3 separate regions of the Mus musculus genome follow, and regions 1 and 2 are each linked to region 3. The links are chromatin contacts, called in public ChIA-PET and HiChIP or PLAC-seq maps. All regions are on one chromosome and are shown on one strand. The core of a region is the stretch at or near the end of the contact, and the rest is flanking DNA. Distances in the headings are between cores, read along the strand shown. Region 1 has its middle 33 kb from the start of Gm23860. Region 2 has its middle 65 kb from the start of Gm23860. Region 3 overlaps Tox (thymocyte selection-associated high mobility group box).

Evidence for each region. HiChIP or PLAC-seq counts read pairs in DNA pulled down with a chosen protein or histone mark. ChIA-PET counts read pairs in DNA pulled down with a chosen protein or histone mark.
Region 1: a contact with region 3 is called in a RAD21 HiChIP or PLAC-seq map of pro-B cells, with 25 times the contacts expected there. The contact joins two enhancer-like sites. A contact is called at or near these places in 1 of 15 datasets of contacts at CTCF or cohesin (pro-B cells), 1 of 484 Hi-C or Micro-C datasets (macrophages), 2 of 115 datasets of contacts at active chromatin or transcription factors (acute myeloid leukemia and large pre-B cells) and 2 of 9 other capture datasets (embryonic tail and embryonic trunk).
Region 2: an RNA polymerase II ChIA-PET map of effector CD8 T cells shows a contact between it and region 3, with 9 times the contacts expected there. The contact joins two enhancer-like sites. A contact is called at or near these places in 2 of 115 datasets of contacts at active chromatin or transcription factors (effector CD8 T cells and large pre-B cells).

What each region holds. Positions count from the first base shown.
Region 1 is chr4:7,851,793-7,855,055 of GRCm38.p6, forward strand. No RefSeq gene overlaps it. Among named protein-coding and RNA genes, the nearest start is that of Gm23860, 33 kb to the left of the region's middle. Within about 2 kb of position 1,764, at least 19 of the 459 cell types and tissues checked have an H3K27ac peak or open chromatin away from gene starts, as enhancers often do. A contact at or near this core is called in pro-B cells, where this site is marked.
Region 2 is chr4:7,754,042-7,757,273 of GRCm38.p6, forward strand. No RefSeq gene overlaps it. Among named protein-coding and RNA genes, the nearest start is that of Gm23860, 65 kb to the right of the region's middle. Within about 2 kb of position 1,645, at least 17 of the 459 cell types and tissues checked have an H3K27ac peak or open chromatin away from gene starts, as enhancers often do. A contact at or near this core is called in effector CD8 T cells, where this site is marked.
Region 3 is chr4:6,923,324-6,926,818 of GRCm38.p6, forward strand. All of the region lies in intron 1 of Tox (thymocyte selection-associated high mobility group box), which reads right to left. Among named protein-coding and RNA genes, the nearest start is that of Tox, 66 kb to the right of the region's middle. Within about 2 kb of position 1,563, at least 92 of the 459 cell types and tissues checked have an H3K27ac peak or open chromatin away from gene starts, as enhancers often do. A contact at or near this core is called in effector CD8 T cells and pro-B cells, where this site is marked.

The sequences.
Region 1 (3,263 bases), core at 514-3,013, 930 kb after region 3:
ATGACACTAGATAAGATAATGAATCTTTTTGTCACTTGCTTCTCCCAATTTAAAAGCCAATCTAAGAAAAATTTCCTTATATTTCTTTATTGAAATGACATAGTATATAAAATCTGTCCCCTTGAAGTAGGAATCTCTCCCTTCTACTAGAAAAAGGCTCAGCACTTAAAGGCAACAATGCAGAGAAGACCAAGATTTATGCAACAGAAGATAGTTTAGTTCTTACCTAAAGTTAAAATAGATATTTTTTTTTTAAAAGCAGAAACACAGGAGAAGAGGAAGGGAAGATAATTGAAAGTGAACCAAATCAAAGCAAGCGACTAAGCTGCAAAGCTCCTGAGAAACCTGACTCAATTCTGGGATACTTAAAATAATGATGACTAAGCCTTTTAATATATGCCCATATAGAGCCAAGATTCACATGTAGAAACATTTAATTTAGAAACTAGGGAAATGCTACAATCTGGATGGGCACAGACCAAGTTATCACAAGAAAATTTATTTCCATACATGAAGTTGGAATAAATCTATTTTAATGAAGTCTCCAATTGTCCTTTCCTAGATCAAACCATATGTAATTTAGCGAATCTTGATGTGCTTCATTTAAAAAACATCTTTAATGTCTCCACAAGGCAACTCCCTGAGATAGCACAAGCTTTTGGAACACCCACAAGAGAAGTGCGATTCAAATTAGTCCTCAAGCTGTTCAAATAAGGAGCTACAGCTGAAAGTACTGCAGTTCAACGGGGAGATACATGTATTTTTAAAGTTACTTGTATCTACCAGATAAGCCTGGCAAAATGAACCAAAAAGTGAAACCCAAATGAATAGTGTGAATTAACGAGTGAATTCTTCTAACCCTGGGAGCAAGACAAGATCACTGGGAAGATAAATAATTCTTGTTCAAATCTGGTGGTTTCTGCCACCATTCTTCCTGAAAGTGGTCCTGAAAATATTATTATTATTGGGCATGACACAATTTGGATTGAATTGCATTGCCTGATTTGATTAATTTCTAACTGAACTTCCAATTGTGACTCCTTCCCTTCCACTTCCAGGACATGCCACAACTCTATAATCAGAATATTTTGTCCAGCATCCTCATTGTGCAATGGCTTCTCCTCATTTTCTATTCACGGTTGTCACCACAGTTTAACAAACAGAGGAGCACTAACTATGCTGGCATAATTGTCTGACTCAGGCACTCAAAAGTGTAGTTTTAGCTGCTCTGCTAACTTTCAGACATGAGTGAACCACTTGACCTTGCTAGCCCAATTCTTGGAGTCAAGGGTTGGCTTGTTCATCGCTAAGGTCCTTTTCTACACAGTTATCCTATGATTCTGTAATGTATTTCTAAGCAGTTTGCTTAATCACTCAATTACCCAGCAGTCCTCCAGACCTGGAAGGGGATGATTACTTGCCAGGGGCATTGCAGAGGGTATTTGTGAATTAGCAGGAGGTCAGGTTTTAACCTCTGAGGTCCCTGAAACTCTGATTCTATTCTGGCTCTTGTATTGGCTGTTTCCTGGCCCAATGTTCTACCCATCAGGAGGACATTACCCACTCTTGGAAGCAACTGGTTTCTAGTTCATTAATAGAGAGATAACAGGCATTAAAAATCAAGCTGCTTGAATAAATGATAAATATAAACCATTACCAACTTGTCCTCATACTAAAATAATTGCATACAGAATCATTGTAAAATAATCTTGCTATGAGAAATAAAGAAAACAGAGGCATCATTTTGGTGCCCCCAAGTGGACATCCATGATGGCTGCAGTCAAATTACACCTTACAAAGTATTTCAGGGCATCTGGCAGACACACACACACACACAGACCTTTGGCGGTCTTGCATATTTCATGTTGTATAGATTCTAGAAGGTATTCTAGAAATTTTGGGTCTCTTCATGAACACTTTGCAGTTATCTAAGAAGAGACAGAGGTATATGACCACTCCCAAGTTAGTCTTCTGACTAACAGAGTTTGAATATCTAAGGAAAAAGACATTTCAGTGCATTCTCCAGTGAGACCTTTAGCATCTCCTCTGTTCATTTGCACCAAATGTCCAGCAGCTACTATCAACATTGCTTGCTTTGGACAAACATTTTGTTTCTTATTCATTCCTTTTAAACTTCATAGTATTGGTATATTTTGATATTAGATATTTAAACCTTGTGGGTTTTACACAGACTAAATACAATGATATAAATAAAACATATGCTGGACTACGTAATAACTAAATAAAACCTCTTATGAGTTCCTGCTATAAGAAAGATAATGTATTAAGCAAAGAGTCCTACAACCCCCCCCCCAAAAAAACAGCCAAACAGAAGCAGGTTGCTTATATGATAGGCAAAAGGACTCCCTTAAAATGTAACAGAAGATACCACAAAGAATAAAGGGAACCAATACCACAAGGGGCACTCAGTAGTTCAGTCAAAATATCCTGAGATATAGCTGAAAGAATTGTGTGTTTAAATGATAAATGAAGAGTTGAGACAATTTGATTTCCAGAACACCAGGTGCCTGTGTTGTGGATTAAGATGTTCTAGGAAGGCCTTTGTTTTTTTTTTTTTTGTTTTGTTTTGTTTTATTTTTTTGCAGGGAATGGAAATTAGAGAAGATAAAGGGGAGCAGTGGGGTGATGTTTTATGTTTCTAGGTTAGGAAATTATGGAAATAATCATAGCATAAAACTTGTAAGATTTGCTTGAAGAATAAGGAATTTGCTGAAGCAAAATATTAGGAATTATAAACAACTATAGATGTTAGTTAAAATGAAAGTGTAAGCTGTAAGCCAGGAAGCAAAATTTTGGCTTTGATTAATATTCATACTACAAGTGTTTATCTCATAGACTAGGATTAGTAAGATCACCACACTTTTGTCTCTCTTCCTTCTTCTCAGAGCTGCAACAGCCATTGCTAGGCAACCACTCCATTGTCTCTTACTAAGCACTGTGGGACCTTAGAGTCTGTCTCAATAACTTTAGCAAAAATGATGTTTCATCAGGATTGTCTCAAAAGATAAAACCAATGTGTGTCTCTTGCACTAGATTTAACGGTAAAAATAGGAAGACCCACACCTAATAAAGGTTGGTAAGCATTAGTCAGAACTGATCCTGCTTGAGACTATGGCCAGCATTCAGTGATCATTTATCATATCGATGTAGAATTTAGATGGTGGGTGCTCATGTATAGCAAAATAAACATTCATCGGGTAGCTGTTGTGTGCTGTTATGTATTACAATCTGGGAGCCTCTAG
Region 2 (3,232 bases), core at 395-2,894, 830 kb after region 3:
TGCCCGTGAGAGTATAATTTTGCTATGAACAAGTGCTTTTGTTATTTTAATCTATTAAAAGAAGTTGTTGGTAATAGGGTGCCAGAGAAAAAGGAAGGATGTGATCTGCTTGTGTATGTCCTTATCAGATCATCCATACCCAACCCTCTCTGGTGTGAGCTACTAAAGAGGGAAAAAAAGAGTCTCCAATGGTGGCGTCCGTGTGTTTGAATCTACTCATGAGGAAACAAAACAAATGCCACCCTCTTCAAATGCTCTTATCTGTTTATATTCATCTCTTGTCATGTCATATTATGTCATGGGCAAAATAGGACACCAACATGATAGGGACTCTACTGGTAATAAAAATAGTTTGAAAATGGAGACCTTGACTTATCACAATGCACTTCCAGGTTGAAATGAACATATTGAGCAGATGATAACAAGTATATGTTTTCCTAAGTCAGCTGTGATCAAGGCCTATGTTCTTGTCCTTTCTCAGTCTCTCTTATGTTTCTACAAAAGCTGATGTGTGGACTATGAACTGCATCTTCTGAGCCAGGACATAACTTTCTAGTTCTTAACAATGCATAGGAACTAACCAGGTTCATGAAGCAAACGGAACTCCCAATATGTGTGAAAATGCACATTTCTGCATCATATTTCAGACTTGACATCATCAATAAGGGTGAGACTCAGAGAGAAGCCTGGAGGCTTGCATTTCAATAAAGACTTTAGGTTGTTCTTACACACACCACTAATGCAGCAATGACACTACCAATTCCTCACAGCTAGATTTTAAAGTGAAAGAACAGCTTGTGGGAGTGTGTCCTCTCAACACTACCTTCTCTCTTTGCAGCTCCATATGCTAGGTTATTCGGATTACATTGTGCTTTCTTTAGTACATTATTATCCAGTGTCCATCAGAGCCAGGGTATATTTCATTTGGAGCCGCTGAACATTTCAGTGGTGGATAAATGTCCATCACAGATCAATTTAGTCTTAGAGACGTGAACGGCTTTATTGGAATGTCTTAATGACAGCACAGAAACTTCAGTTTGGTGGGGACATTTATCAACCAATAATGCTTCACTCAATTTAAAATCTGCTGAAAATGGACAAACAATTGTTAATATTAATTGACTAACATGATTTCATAGATAAAAGGTTTTTTTTCTTTTCAAATTAGAACTTGTTTCTTAAATAAACAAAATATTGCAACTGTTTTCTACAGTAGACATTTTTGTGTTTTTTAATACACAAGTAACTACTACTTTTGGATCTTAAGACCAATAGTACTCCTATTTCACATGTATATTACCCATTCTCTACATTAAGTGCCTAATAGATTATCACCTCTCCCTTTTTATCCTTAAAAATCAAATATTTAACTAATTTTCATTTGGATTAGTGTAAGCATTGCTCAAATTTTTCCAACTCCATTTTAATGTGCCACAGAATAAAAGTGTCACTAAATGCTTCTTTGTTCAGCTATCTATAATGACACTGCCAATCAAATTGTACATGGCTTTCCCTTCTGCAGCATAAACTGACTTAGTCAGTCTCAAACATGCTAGCTATTTTTGAGAAGTTGACCTCTAGAAAGTAAAGGTGTGGGCTCTGTGGCTAACCAAGGAAATGTGCTGCAGGGATGATAGGTAAGCTTTTCTGTAGAGTGGTTGATGGTTGAGGAAGCCAGTGTGGCCTAGAGGAAGGGGCCCCCATCTAGACATTTATTTCTTTCCTGTCTTCATATTACCAAGTCTTGTGTCTGTGGAAAACTTGCTTAACCACATGGCAGCTAGATGTAGGTAAATATGCCAGATCCTAATCTCAAAAGGATGGTCAAAAACACCCAAAATAACATTTTAAAAGTGATATATACATATGTATATATATACATGTGTGTATATATACATATGAATATATATATATATATATATATTAACATAAAATTGAGCACTTCTATGGATTGTTTAGGTAGTATACCTTAAAATTGTCAAAGCCAGAGTCAGTTGCTGTCATTTATGTCAATCATGTGATAAGCTAACAGGAAACATGTGTTCCTTTCCTATACTTGGGCTTCTTGGTATCAATTTCTAACTTGTTATTTGGTGAGAATTGTAAAAAGTGATAGATATATATCCATTCATCCTTTCCCTGTCTATTCTTCTGTTGTAACAGATTGTACCTCTTAAGGAAGAGCAGAGAGAGGAGCTTGACTGTGGTTATTTAGATCTATGTACATTCCTTAGATAACCAGCTTTTGGTTCATTATTCTTTGTGCATCTGCATACAGTGTTTACATTGTACAGTCAGCACCAAGGTCAGAATACAAGACAGTTCTATCACCTTAGGTATCCACCCAGTTGTCTTCTATAGATTAGCCCCTCAACTTGTCTAATTTCCTCCATTTACATGCCCAAGTCCTGGCAAGCCTTGGTTCATATTTGCCATCTTTTGTCATTCTGAAATGGTATGTGAGTGAAAATAAAAGCTACATGGCTTAGTAGCTTGACTTTTTCATTCAGCATAGAAACCTGAAGACTCACCCAAATGTGACATGTATTCACTATAATTTCTGTGGGAACCTCGGTTTGCTTTGTAGTTAGATGCTTTGTATTCTGTTTGTTTTTGTTTCACTTATAAAAATCTAAGTATTTAGCTACATGAGAGGATCTTTCAGAATCAATTTTCTTTGTTTTAATGATGCCCAATTTATCACTATGTCCTTTATAGATAAGACTTTTGGTTATCAAATTTAAAAACTGCATGTGAATCTAAGAACAAAGGTGAAATAAAATTGCGTAGATGTACATAACATTACTGTCAACATAAAAACATATTCCACAGAACCAACAGCAACAACAAAAGTCTTTTTACTATGTGAATCAAAAGGAACTTATAGTACAAAATTATCACATGAACATTCATTATGTTTTTATAAGTTACCAATAAACAGGTGAAATAAAACACTAAACCCTGTTTTTTAGTCACGAAAAAAGTAAATTGCTTATGGATACACCCTACAAAACATGCAGAGAATTTATATGATAAATGTCAGAAAACATTAATAAAAGAATTTAAAGAGGATTAGAATTAATATATCATGTTGATTAATGGAAAAGTCATTTGGCATCAGAACAACGCTAAATTGATATAGAACTGTAACACAATTATGTTCAAAATGCCTGAAAAGACTTTATTGACATAGACAACATTAATCTGTATCTGAAACACAAAGACTTGGAAG
Region 3 (3,495 bases), core at 313-2,812:
GGGGAAGGGGGGAACCCATCATCTTTTGGACCTTGCAGGGCCTTCCCCATACAAGCAGCATACAGCATGGCTTCAAAACCTGTAGGCTTTTGATAACTAGATGAAGTCAAAGAACCTTGGACGTCGAGTGTCACTGCCCAATTCTCCAGTAACTCCCTGGCAATGACAATTTCTCTATGAAAGATTCCAAAATATGACTAATCTAGTATAAGATGCTTGTCTGGATGCTTCATTTGCTATCACACCTACCTTAACAGAATTCAGCTACTAGTACAGAACTGACAAAGGCATTTCAGAAGTGACCAAGTCAAAGAATCAAAGCCAGAAGAAACTGCCCTAATTAAATCACAATATAGACATGGGAGGAGCAACTGAGAATAACTGACTTGTCTGCAGCAGCTACTTGCATTTCACTCTGATGAAACAGTTTAGAGGATCAGGAGTCTCACTCCATGATGACATAAACCCATATACCTGTTCTGGACTACAGAGCTCTAAAGTAAGTCTATGTGCTTAAAGATACATATATCTACAACACACACACACACACACACACACACACACACACACGCACACATGCATACACACACAGAAAAACCCAGTCTTTTTAGCAGAGCTATTACTTGGCTTAAACCATGGATGGGGTATGACTCTGTAGTAACATGGCTATTTTTCAAACAAGCATAGTAGAATTTAACAATAGACATGACTTTTCAAAGTAAAGGTTTCTTTAGACAATTCTTATGAATTCAATTGTCTGACAAATCCTGTTTTAGAATTACCTTCTTGGGTGTTTGCAAAATTGTTAAGGATTTAATAAATTTAAAATCAAATCAATCAGATGTATGCTAATATAGGAGTATGTTATATGGAATCCATAACTTTATCTAAAAAACCTTCTGACTCTGTTATATTCTTGAATATTTTCCTATTACTGTACTACAGGCAAAAACCAAAAAAACTAAAAAACAAAACAAAAATCTCAAAATTAAATGTAGTAAATAGACAAGCTCATTTATTAGGCAGTAGGCCAACCTCACAAAATATTGTCAACTAAATAACAAAGCTAATTTTTGAATACTTTATGACTTGAAAAATCCTTCTTTATGGACAATTACAGTAGAGCTGTTCTCAATGTCCTTCAAACTAGGGCAACACTTTCATGGCTATTGCATGGTGTTACTTGGAACCTTGAATCTCTGAGATGGTTGCAGTGTGTGCAGGTAACTTGTGACTTCCTTCCAACAACAGAAGCTCGAGGCTCAGGCACACCTGAACAATTACATTACACCTCTAACCAAGCAGAACAGCTCTTTTTCTTTCTTTCTCATTTGCGTATGGTACTGGGGTTCTGCAAGGACCACATAGGTAAGAATGGAGTCTTGGTTAATCATGTGAAACTGATGGATGCTGGCACTCAGGCCTGAATTCACTTAAATTCTGATACCAAATACAGTATAGAGGGACTGAAACTTGTGAATGGATACTTCCTGTCTGCTCATGGCACTGAACCCCAAGGGATGCCCTAAACCATAAGACTTAAAACCACAAAATACATTCTTCCTTTTTTCTGTTCTCTTTTCTCTTTTGGGGCCTACCAAATCCTCTCTGTACACAGCTATTTCCTTGAGCTGATATTGGCTGAACACTTAGAAACCACAGAATTATGTTGAGAGGTTAACACTCATTCCACGATAAAACTGTGTGGCTGTGTCATATGCGGAAATTGCCGGTATTGTTAAAGCTTCAGAGGGAGGAGTGAAGGTCACTTTCTTTTTTATGGCATTAGGCACATGGGCTTGGAGGGTGTTGGTGGATGGCAGCCACCAACTGTGTATGAAGCAACGGTGCTGCCAAAACTGTGAATAATTAACAGATCTGAAAATATAAATAGATGAAACCAATGGCACGTTTGCCAGGAGGGTTGACCATCACAACTTGGCTTCCCAAGGGCAAGTTTCTTCAAGAGCACCATTTCCCACCTGTCCCAGGCTGACTATGGAAAGTTGAGGGTGTATTTTGGTTTGGTTATTTTGTTTCATTTTATCCATATTGGTATAGGCTAAGGCAAAGTGTCTGTGAGGCAGACACAGGGCAGATGAACGAGTATTTGTAACACTTGATATTCAAACCCTTTGGGATAGAACATTTTATGCTTGAAAATATTTTCACTGGATATATGTACAGCCCCCTTTCACCTAGAACTGTTGATAAAAATAAGTCTTTTTTTATTGTGCTGTAATAGAGTATTCTAAAACTCTACACCTGAACTCTCTCAAAATACAACCCGTTTTCTTCTTAATACACATAGCAGAGCATGAAAACCATGTGTTAGCTGCATGATGAACTGGCAAGCCACAGTTTTGATTTCTTCCTTCCTTCTTTCCTTCCTTCCTTCCTTCCTTCCTTCCTTCCTTCCTTCCTTCCTTCCTTCCTTCCTTCTTTCTTTCTTCCTTTCTTTCTTTTGGTCATAGGACCATTTGGTTCTGCACATAATATTCTTCTGAGGAAAATGGTATACATTCACCTTTGAACTGAATTATTTTATGGTAATTAAGTGGATTTGACTCTCACCATTTTCCTGCCTTTAGGGTAAGACTTCATCTCAGTTTTCCTGTATAATTTCATTCGTTTTTCAGCTGCTTGCTTTCTATTCCTACTTCTATATGGTTTTGCTTTCTTAATTTCTACTTCTTTAGTTGCCCACAGATATGTGTTTTCTTCGTTATTCCAATGAGCTATATTTAGAAGCTAATATGCTACATTCCTTTAAAATACTTGAGTTTCAACTCCCCAGTACCCATATGTTATTTTCTATGTCTATATGATGTGGTAATAAAAGAGTTTTCAAAAACGTCTTGGAACTGGAGATTTTTATGTTTTGAGGAATTCCCAGGCAAGCTTTGAATCTTGGGGAAAGAGAGAGAGAGAGAGAGAGAGAGAGAGAGAGAGAGAGAGAGAGAGAGAGAGAAGATTTTGCTGCTGGGATGTAAAGGAATCATGCTTGATGTGTAAAGGCCACAATTCTGCTCTGACCTGCAGCCTGCTTTAACAGTGGCACGGACTGGCTGGATGGTCATGAAGTACAGAATACACAAGGTCAGTATGAATCACACCCAAGGTGATTCCTAATCAGAAGGCAAACTAAACACAGTTAAGATTCAAAAACAGACTCCTAGAATCCCGAAATTCTGCGGTCCTGTGCTCCATTCTCTCTCATGCTCTTGCCTAGAAAACAAAAGTGTCTTCTAGCATAAGTAAGTCATAATGTAAGGAAGTAAGCAACAAGTGAGTAATGGGTAAGAAGTTGACTTTTACAGAACTTAAAAATACATGTATTTTCTGACTAAATACTTTTGGTTACCATGGAAGGAGGCCAAAATACTTAAAGACTCCATTTTCCTTTAAGCTCAAAGGATTTACCAGGAAGTTAAAACTAAAACAGGTTTCCAGAGGTGGGACTAACAGTCACCGAGCTACCCAGTTCTCGGGTCA